3 separate regions of the Mus musculus genome follow, and all the other regions are linked to region 1. The links are chromatin contacts, called in public Hi-C and HiCAR-type maps. All regions are on one chromosome and are shown on one strand. Each heading gives the region's core, a stretch centred on a gene start, on an enhancer-like site or on the middle of the called end of the contact. The rest is flanking DNA. Distances are from core to core; before and after follow the strand shown. Region 1 holds the start of Igfbp5 (insulin-like growth factor binding protein 5). Region 2 has its middle 31 kb from the start of Pinc. Region 3 overlaps D530049I02Rik (RIKEN cDNA D530049I02 gene).

Region 1 (2,828 bases), core at 230-2,729:
AATGGAGCCAGCAAGGGAAATATTTTCTCAATATTGCAGTCCTCCAGCAAGAATTCTTATCATAGATAAGGGTGCAGTCTAGTGGCAAAATTCATGAAATGCAGCCCCTTTTTCTAAAAGAACAGAGCAAGGGAAGAAGAGAGTTGGAGAAAGGGCAAAAGCCCTGCCCCCAAGAACTCCCCAGAGACCATCACTTGATCATGTCTTTTCTTACCTGTGGTGGGCAGTCTACAGACCACCTATCATGTCAAATTAATTTTTAAAACAAACAAAAAAAGCTAAAGCCATCATATTCCTTCTTTCAAAAATTAGGTTTTCTTTCATTTTCCTAAGGGAAGAATGGTCCCTAGTGCTGACTAGCGATCTGGGGCTTCCTGTGGCATGGTGAGGATTTCTCACGTGCAGGCTCCAGGATGCTACCTTGGTACATATTAACCCTTAAACAAGGTCTCCTGCAGCGAGGTACCTGCTCACTCCAGGATCTGCCTACCCCACAGAAATGCCTCATTGTCAACCCAAGAAGGTTATCACTTTATCCTACCTTCCTTCCATTTAAAAGGACATTTAAGGTGTCCATGAGGACACCAGATAAAACTGACAACCCACAGCATTTCCTCCAGGGTCTCAGTCACTACTCCCAACAAAGCTGGGGAGGGGGGTGGGGTGGAGGGCGTTATCCCTTCTTGAAAGTGCACATAGCACGCTCACACTCAGAGAGAGAGAGAGAGAGAGAGAGAGAGAGAGAGAGAGAGAGAGAGAGAGAGAGATTCCCTGGTCATCTATATAGGTGAAGGAAAATGACCACTGGCTTTAACTAAAATCAGTACCCCACCAGAACAATAATGACAAGCCCTTGCCATAATCCCTCTGCCCCTTTTAATGGGGGAGGGGTCTACACACGCGCCCGCACTCCTTTTCTCTTTAAATTTATCTCAATGCCCCTCACCAGCTACTGTACACTACTTGTCCTCCAAACACAAACACACAGACAGACAAACCTTCAGTGGTCTCTTAGACACTTTTTTTTCTAAAGTTGGAAAGGACTTCTTGGGCAGGGTATACACGGCTAATAAGAAAATGTGACTCCTAACAGCCAGTGTCCGGGCTAGTTGTCGGAAAACAGACTCGCTCCATTGTATTCACCCAGCTTCTGAAGAGTACTGCCATCCACTCCTCCCTCCACCTTCTCCCTACTCTCCTCTGTAGCTCGCCTGTCTTCGCCCCCCCCCCAAAGCCCTTTCCGTACATTCCGTGAGGAGGAGGGCTCTGTGTAGGGAGCGAAGGGGAGCCCCCGTGTCTAGAAGGCCTCTCTTCCCCACCCCCACCCCGTGTGAGTTTGCGCTGCAAAGCTCCTTGGCATCCTTGCATGGGTTGGGTGTTGGGGAGCTCAAATTGCAGCTACAACTGGCTGGCAGCCAGGGGCCGTCTATTTAAAAGCGCCTGCTCGACCAGAGCCCGCAGTCTCTTTGGAAACTTCTAAAAGAGCTAGGAAAGAGCTGCAAAGCTGTTTGGGCTTTTTTCCCCCTTTTTGTTCCTTTTTGTTACCCCCCCCCTCGGTCTGCACCCTTCTCCGGACTTCACGCAGAACCTGCGGGTTTCGAAGAGGTGGTGACAGAGCAGGTGTTGGGGTCCAGGTTTGGTGAGGTCTGGGTTTTTGCCCTTTTTCCCCCCTCGATTTCAACATTTTCCCGATCTTGTTGTCAGCCGCCGACGCCTCTTACCTGTTCTGCGGCAGCAGCGCAGCTGGCCGCTGAGACCGAGCGGAGTGGGGTTGCGTTTTAGATTTTAAGCAAAGGGGGGAAAATTAAGCCCAATCCATTTTTTTCTTCACCTCCTCCCTTTTCAAGGCCTCCAAGCTAATTATTTCTGTTGCTTTGGAGTGAGCAATTCTGTGGTTCTCTCCACCACCACCCCCAATTCTGACCCGATCCCGCCTGGGGGTTTCTACGGTCTCCGCTCGCTCTGCGTGCACCTGGCGCGCCTCTTTTTTTCACCCCCAACCTGTTGCAAGTCTTTAATCCTCGCAATTGGGACTTGCGTGCAGGCATCTGAATCCTCCTTGCCTCATATTTTGCAAGTGTTTGGGGGAGAGCACCTGCTCTACCTGCAAGAGATTTAAAAGGAAAAAAATCTCCAGGCTCCCTCTTTCTCCACACACTCTCGCTCTCCTGCCCCGCCCCGAGGTAAAGCCAGACTCCGAGAAAATGGTGATCAGCGTGGTCCTCCTGCTGCTGGCCGCCTATGCCGTACCGGCTCAAGGCCTGGGTTCTTTCGTGCACTGTGAACCCTGCGACGAGAAAGCTCTGTCCATGTGTCCCCCCAGCCCTCTGGGCTGTGAGCTGGTCAAAGAGCCCGGCTGTGGCTGCTGCATGACTTGCGCCCTGGCGGAGGGACAGTCGTGTGGCGTCTACACGGAGCGCTGCGCCCAGGGTTTGCGCTGCCTCCCCCGGCAGGATGAGGAGAAGCCGCTGCACGCCCTGCTGCACGGCCGCGGGGTTTGCCTCAACGAAAAGAGCTACGGCGAGCAAACCAAGATAGGTGAGCGCTACTGGGGTTTCAGTTGCACGGCACAGGAGCTGGGGAGGGAGGCACCTTGGATGGGTGGGGACCGGGGACCGATTGGGAACCCGCGCGCTTTGCGCGCGCAGCAAGTGGCTTAGACCCTAGTAGCTCCTGAGAGTAGATGGGGTGGGTCCTTGCACCTCACACTTGAATCCCTGGCAGAGCAAGCTATCCTAGGCGGCTGTCTAACCGTCTCTACCAGTTTACACTTCATCTCCACCCCAACCCGACCCTCCCCCACTCCTAACTCGTGGCAATTCTGACTC
Region 2 (2,828 bases), core at 186-2,685, 560 kb before region 1:
TGAAGGTCTTGGGAGATTCTAACTGGTTGGGGGTGAGTGTGTATGTGTGCCCATCTGACAGCCTTGTCTACCTTCATTTCTTTGCATCCTCCGTTGTAATATGGTCCTAAACCCACAAATGGTTCGCCATGATGAGCTGCCTTATGAGGGCACTGAATCTGGCAAGAATTACTGTTCTTCACCCAGTGGCATCATGTGTTCATGGTTCAGCAGGAGTCTGTTTCTCCCTCAACAGCTGTCAGTGCTGGGAAGACTGTTATTGCCCTATGGTTCTTTGGTGGCCAATCATGCTAGGCACAATTCTGGATTGTCTGAGAACTTCCCCACCAATAGTTATGAGTGGGTTCATTAAGCCCTGTTATTACATGATACTGATAGAGTTCCACAACTGTCACTACATTGTAGCATTACAGTGAATTGTAAGAGTATATAGCCACACTGAGAGTGATCAGAGAGGATAATCCATTATTCACGCAACTTTGGCTATGCATATGAATGGACATAGGAACTGAGATGTTAAATAGATGCAAATGAGCAGATCAGAGGAGTGTCTGGTGATTTTTCTCTGAAACATCAAATTTTCCTAATTCTTGAGTGGGCAGTATGTGTTTAATTTGGTGTCAAAAGACACTAAATTTATTTAGCACTTACCAGGTGTGCCTGACATGTCCTAAGTCCTCTGCTTGTGACTAACTGAGTCTGCAAATCTAACCCTATCAGTGCCTCTTGGGGAGAGACAAGGGTGACTGAGGAGGTAGAGCTGCCTCATCTCTGGGTACAGCGCCTGCCTTTGAATCCAGGGAGTTAGAAGGCTGAGCACCAAATTGTCATCTTATGTGTGTTCTCAATCTCTTGATCCACTTCAGAGAGATTTGGGAAAAAAGGCATTCTTATCTAATTGTCAAGTGGTGGACATTCTTGCATTTTGCTTTCTGGGCTCCAGCATTGGACGAGCAGAGGGCCAAATGCTGGAGCCCATCATTTGATCTGCACAGTTCAGAGCGATACAGATGGAAGATGAAATGAAGATGGAGGACCACATCTGGAAGAAGAGCAGACATGAGTGGACTTCATGAAGTCATGCTTAATCACTAAGACACTTAGAGAGGACTTCGTCCTGTGAGTACAGCTCTACCTATCCCTCAGCCTGTGCTAAGCACCAGTCGACCATTTCCTCTTAGCCTTATACCTCTCCTAAATTGTTCTCTCTGGCATTTCCAAGGAACTTAAGGGGTGTCTGCCTTCTTCCTGAAGCCCTGAGCCCGACTGGCTTTAATCAGAGACAAGCTGCTGATTCAGCGCCTAGCATGAGTTTATTCAGCTGGTGCGAAGATTTGTGACAGGGTCGCGTTTATATTTTTACCACTGTCTCGTAAAGCTGAATAATTTATCATGTTCTTCTCAGGTCCCTCCCCTCTGGCCTCTATCATCCTCCAGAAGCAGTGTGTAGCTCTTGTTTCAATAGCCAAACTTATTGGGGATGTGCCTGCTTTCGCTCACAGACTTCTGACATGCTATCTTTTCTGTCAGGGCAAAATTGAGAGAAAAACCTTTCTTTTTCTTTTTCTTTCTCTCCTCCCTCTACCTCCATTTTTTTTCCTTTTCTTTTCTTTTTCATAGTGAGCAATTCACTGTAGTTAGACCTTTTCCATTTCTTTTTGCATGGACTCCCTGCCAAAGCATGTCAATTCTGAAATAAATTAACTGGTGGCTAAATTAAAGATCTCTACATAGGAATCCTTTCTTTCCTTTACAAATGCATTTTTAAAGCTGAAATGATGGAAACGAAAAAAAAAGACAGTAAATCTATGAAGATAATTTTACAGACCCTTACACCTGAGCTACTTTTCTGGGCCATTTCTCTGTTCAAATGTGAGGACAATAATAATAAAACTGCCAAATGACGTCCACGGAGAGCAGTGTTTCCACCACGCCAAGAACTAAGGCTTATTTTGCTTGTATTTGCATGGATGTGCTTAGGCAAATGCTTGTGTTTCTGCCCTGAGTGACGTTATTTCATCCCTTTGTCAATTAAGAAAAAGAACCAAGGGGCAAAGAACAAAAGCATGTCCACATACAGACACAGCTAGAGCCAGACATTTCTGGAGATGGCATGAAGACACGAATGTTTCCTTCAGCTGAAAGAAGCTAGCTATCTCATTTATCATTTTATGAAAGGATTCATTGTGGAAACTGTGAACAAACAAATAAACCAACAAACAACATTGATAACAAAAAACAGAAACCAGCAAGCTCCCTTTGTGTATATATAGAATAGAATAGATTTTTCCAAACCTTTAGAGACCAGCTTTAGGGCTGGGGATTATTGGGTTTTATGACTGTAGCAGTGGGATTAAAATAGCCCACTAAATGTTAGCAGGTGGATTCTCTCTCCATTCTCCAGCCACAGTTGCTTCAAAGACTCCGAACCCTTTGAAATGTCAGGTTGTAGATCCTTCTTCCCCAACTCTAGGAGGTTTCCAGATAGAAGAATTAAAATCCTTTTTCTGGAGTATAACAATACATTTCTAATAAATGATACACAAGACGAAGGTTACTGTTGATTTTATGTGTCAACTTAGCTAAGCTAGGGAGCCCAGTTGTTTGCTCAAATACCAATCTGGATATTGGTGTGAAGATATTTGTGAGTGCAATTACTATTAAAATGAATAGTCTTTCAGTAAAACAGCATTTTATTCGAATTTCTTGCATATAACGTGGTTGGGCCTCATCTGGTCTGGTGAAGGTCTTACCAAGGAAGAGCAGTGACTTTGCAAAGAGGTTTTAGGAGAGAGCAACATAGAAACTGCAGACCTACTCTATGAACT
Region 3 (2,828 bases), core at 137-2,636, 540 kb before region 1:
AACTTTTCCTACAAATAGAATCAATTGTTTTTGTAAAACCATTTGCTTAAACTCCCATGGCTAGTTAGTGCACAGAGCAGTAATTTGAGGATGCCTATCCCTGTAGCAGTCTTCTTTGATCCACAGTGTAGATAGGAAGTCTCCAAGCTACTTATTATTATTTTGTTTACTTTTTTTTGGATCCCTGTCTACCTGTATACTTTTGAAGTAATGACTCTTTCCCTAGATTCATTTTTAAGGGAAGCAATAATGGCATTTCATGTCAAGGCAGAGGGTAGTTGAGACTGGTATGATATTGTTTAATGTCTGTTTGTACTTCCTTGAATGTCACTCTAGGTATGTGGCTAGTGTCATACTTAAGTGAGATGTTTCAGATGGCACATCATAAACTATCCACAGGTAGTACATTGACCATTGCCTTTCTTCCCTGACAGTGAAAATTTGTCTAAAGGAAGAAGCCCTGCTTGGCTGCTTTGACCTTCTGTTACATCCCTTCTCCATTTGTCTTGCCCACTCACAGTGGCATTTTGTGTTTTGACTTTGACAACTTCTGCTCATTCTTGCCTTAGGATGCTCTTTGCTTCTTGTATTTTCCTTCTATTTCACTCTCACCCCAGACCTCTATTCTGAAGATTTCAGTAAAAACAGCACACATTCAGGGAGTCCTCCCCTGACCTTTCTCTATGAAAGAACACCATCTACCCAGGGAGATTTTTATTTCATTAGATGTCCCTTCTTATTCACAAAAGGAACATTTTTTTCTTTGTTCACCAAAGCTCCAGCATCCTGTCAGGTCATAGTAGAAGCAGACAGCCTAGCATACAGCCCAAGTATTCAGCACAAACTTGCAGAAGGATAAATTTAGCAGAAAGTCTGCCTCTGAGTCCAAGTCTAGTTTTCCACTCTATTAAATATAAAACTATCTAGAAAACGATGAATAAGATTCATTGAACAAATGATTAGGGCACTGATTGGCCAATCCATTTGTTTCTTGATTTATTCATTCATCCGTTCATTCATTTAGCAAACCTGTACTGGCTGCCTTAATTGACAAGCCTTCCCTTTCTGTATAAAAAAATCTCAATGGAGTGAATTTCAGTTTCTATTGTTCTTCACTATCAGATGCAATGGAGGAAAGAAAGCACAGTCTTGTGACTAAAAAGAGTAGGAACATGTTTTTCACATTTTCATCCCCCCAAAGTCCCTAGAGCCTGAAAGGCTCACACAGAGCCTCCACTCTGTGCCAGGAGCTATCCAGGCACCATTCATCCTGAGATGGATGAGGGAGGGCTGGTCCTAGATCCAAGCTGCTTTTGCATATCACAGTCTTTGCAGTTCTGTTCCTCTTGCCATACTCCATTGCCCATTACCTCCGGCCTGGGCTGGCACAGAGCTTTTTGTCTGTTGGAAGGCTCACACACTTGCCTCCTGGTCATGACCAGGCAGCTGCTGGCAGGCCTTGACGATGCAGCTTGTTGTGGTCTTTTCTATGTAACCACCAGCAGCTTATTTTAATTCCTAAGATTGCCCTCTTCTGCAGGACCATCTGTGAACGAGCAGGGCCTGCTCGTATCTCTCTTCTGTTTTCTTTTTTTCAAAGAAAAAAAAAGTCTGTTCAGTGTAAGGATTTTAAATATCAACATTATGTGCAGATAGATAGGAATATCATACGTAATAAATCTTTTGGATGCCTGTGGATGCTCTTTCTCTCTCACTCTTCCTTCTGTTGTACTTTTGAGGCCCTCTGTTTTAGAAATCAATCTGGTTGGCTTTCTCTACTGGATGCAAAGGAGGGGAATTTGAATTTAAGGCTGGCAGGTGACATCTTCACAGCTCCCGTTTTGATAGTCTGTGCACACAGCACTTCCAGAGCTGGACAATGTCTTATAGAGAAAGGGCACCTTTCTTTTGAAACATCTTTGAGCTGCTAAGGTGACCTTATGGATCACCTTGCTATCAATAATGACTGGAAATGGGCACTATGTGTCCTTACCATCTTTATTGGCCCTTCTGCTTTCTCAGATCACTTAATATTTGAAAGGGAGTTTTGACCAAAGCCTGAAAGAATGTATGTTGGAAGAGGGCCCTCAGTCGAACATCCAGGCATTGCACATGGAGGAAACATCATCCATTTGAGCTCAAATACCAAGATGGCCAGATGCCTGCGTGGAAATTTGGAACTCTCAGAATGAACCTAATGATAGGGATTTGATTTGCCATCTGTAAGAACGGCCACCCTTCTCTTCCTTGCATACTTTGTACCCAATTCTTGTGATTTTACCCTGGGTAATCTAAACCATTCACTGTTTATTAAGTAAATCCCAGGATGCATGGGAATGTAAGAGCAGAGGGAGTGTACTGGCTCCCCATCATCATTCCACAGCCGCTATGATACTTCGGCATCTATAAACTTTGATGCCAGTCTAAGCTGGTATTTTGGTTTTTACCAAAAGTCTGGGATTCAGTGAAAATATTGAAAGTCCTTCATTTTCTTGAGACTATAAAAGAGAGCTATGATTAACAGGAACCTAAATCTCCCCAGTTTTTCCCTACCTACTCCTATGTACCCCAGTTCCCAGGCCACTGTTGGGATTGTCTCTGGTATTCACTCAGTGTCAACACCTATCATACTTAACTTATGGTATATTATCTCTCTCATATGAACTATGATATATTTTCTCCTGCTCTGGCTATAGAGATAAGTCTCCCAAGACACTCAGGGAACCTCTAATGTGACCATAACTAAGGTTGACTTCCATTTTAATGGTACTATTTATGACTTAAGTTGTTAGTTATGGTTCATGCCAAGGTCTAAAACAAGGCAGATC

Evidence for each region. Hi-C and Micro-C count contacts between places; a contact is called where the count stands out from the background. HiCAR-type assays count read pairs that join an accessible place to other places.
Region 2: a Hi-C map of uterus shows a contact between it and region 1, with 7 times the contacts expected there. The contact joins the enhancer-like site here to the promoter of Igfbp5 in region 1. A contact is called at or near these places in 16 of 39 promoter capture datasets (the 3T3-L1 cell line, the C10 cell line, the HPC-7 cell line and 8 more), 10 of 484 Hi-C or Micro-C datasets (the G1E-ER4 cell line, cerebral cortex, cortical neurons and 1 more), 10 of 115 datasets of contacts at active chromatin or transcription factors (cardiomyocytes, craniofacial prominence, embryonic forebrain and 6 more) and 2 of 9 other capture datasets (adipose tissue and embryonic stem cells).
Region 3: a HiCAR-type map of astrocytes shows a contact between it and region 1, with 4 times the contacts expected there. The contact joins the enhancer-like site here to the promoter of Igfbp5 in region 1. A contact is called at or near these places in 12 of 39 promoter capture datasets (the 3T3-L1 cell line, HPC-7-derived erythroid cells, embryonic stem cells and 5 more), 4 of 484 Hi-C or Micro-C datasets (cerebellum, nephron progenitors and uterus), 14 of 115 datasets of contacts at active chromatin or transcription factors (astrocytes, craniofacial prominence, embryonic forebrain and 8 more) and 1 of 9 other capture datasets (embryonic stem cells).

The regions. Positions count from the first base shown.
Region 1 is chr1:72,873,516-72,876,343 of GRCm38.p6, reverse strand. It overlaps Igfbp5 (insulin-like growth factor binding protein 5), which reads left to right and starts at 1,479. Exons shown (of 4, transcript NM_010518.2): 1 at 1,479-2,538. The coding sequence starts at 2,205.
Region 2 is chr1:73,437,113-73,439,940 of GRCm38.p6, reverse strand. No RefSeq gene overlaps it. Among named protein-coding and RNA genes, the nearest start is that of Pinc, 31 kb to the right of the region's middle. Within about 2 kb of position 1,435, at least 5 of the 459 cell types and tissues checked have an H3K27ac peak or open chromatin away from gene starts, as enhancers often do. A contact at or near this core is called in uterus, where this site is marked.
Region 3 is chr1:73,416,884-73,419,711 of GRCm38.p6, reverse strand. The region is part of intron 2 of D530049I02Rik (RIKEN cDNA D530049I02 gene); the gene reads right to left. Among named protein-coding and RNA genes, the nearest start is that of Pinc, 11 kb to the right of the region's middle. Within about 2 kb of position 1,386, at least 8 of the 459 cell types and tissues checked have an H3K27ac peak or open chromatin away from gene starts, as enhancers often do. A contact at or near this core is called in astrocytes and cerebellum, where this site is marked.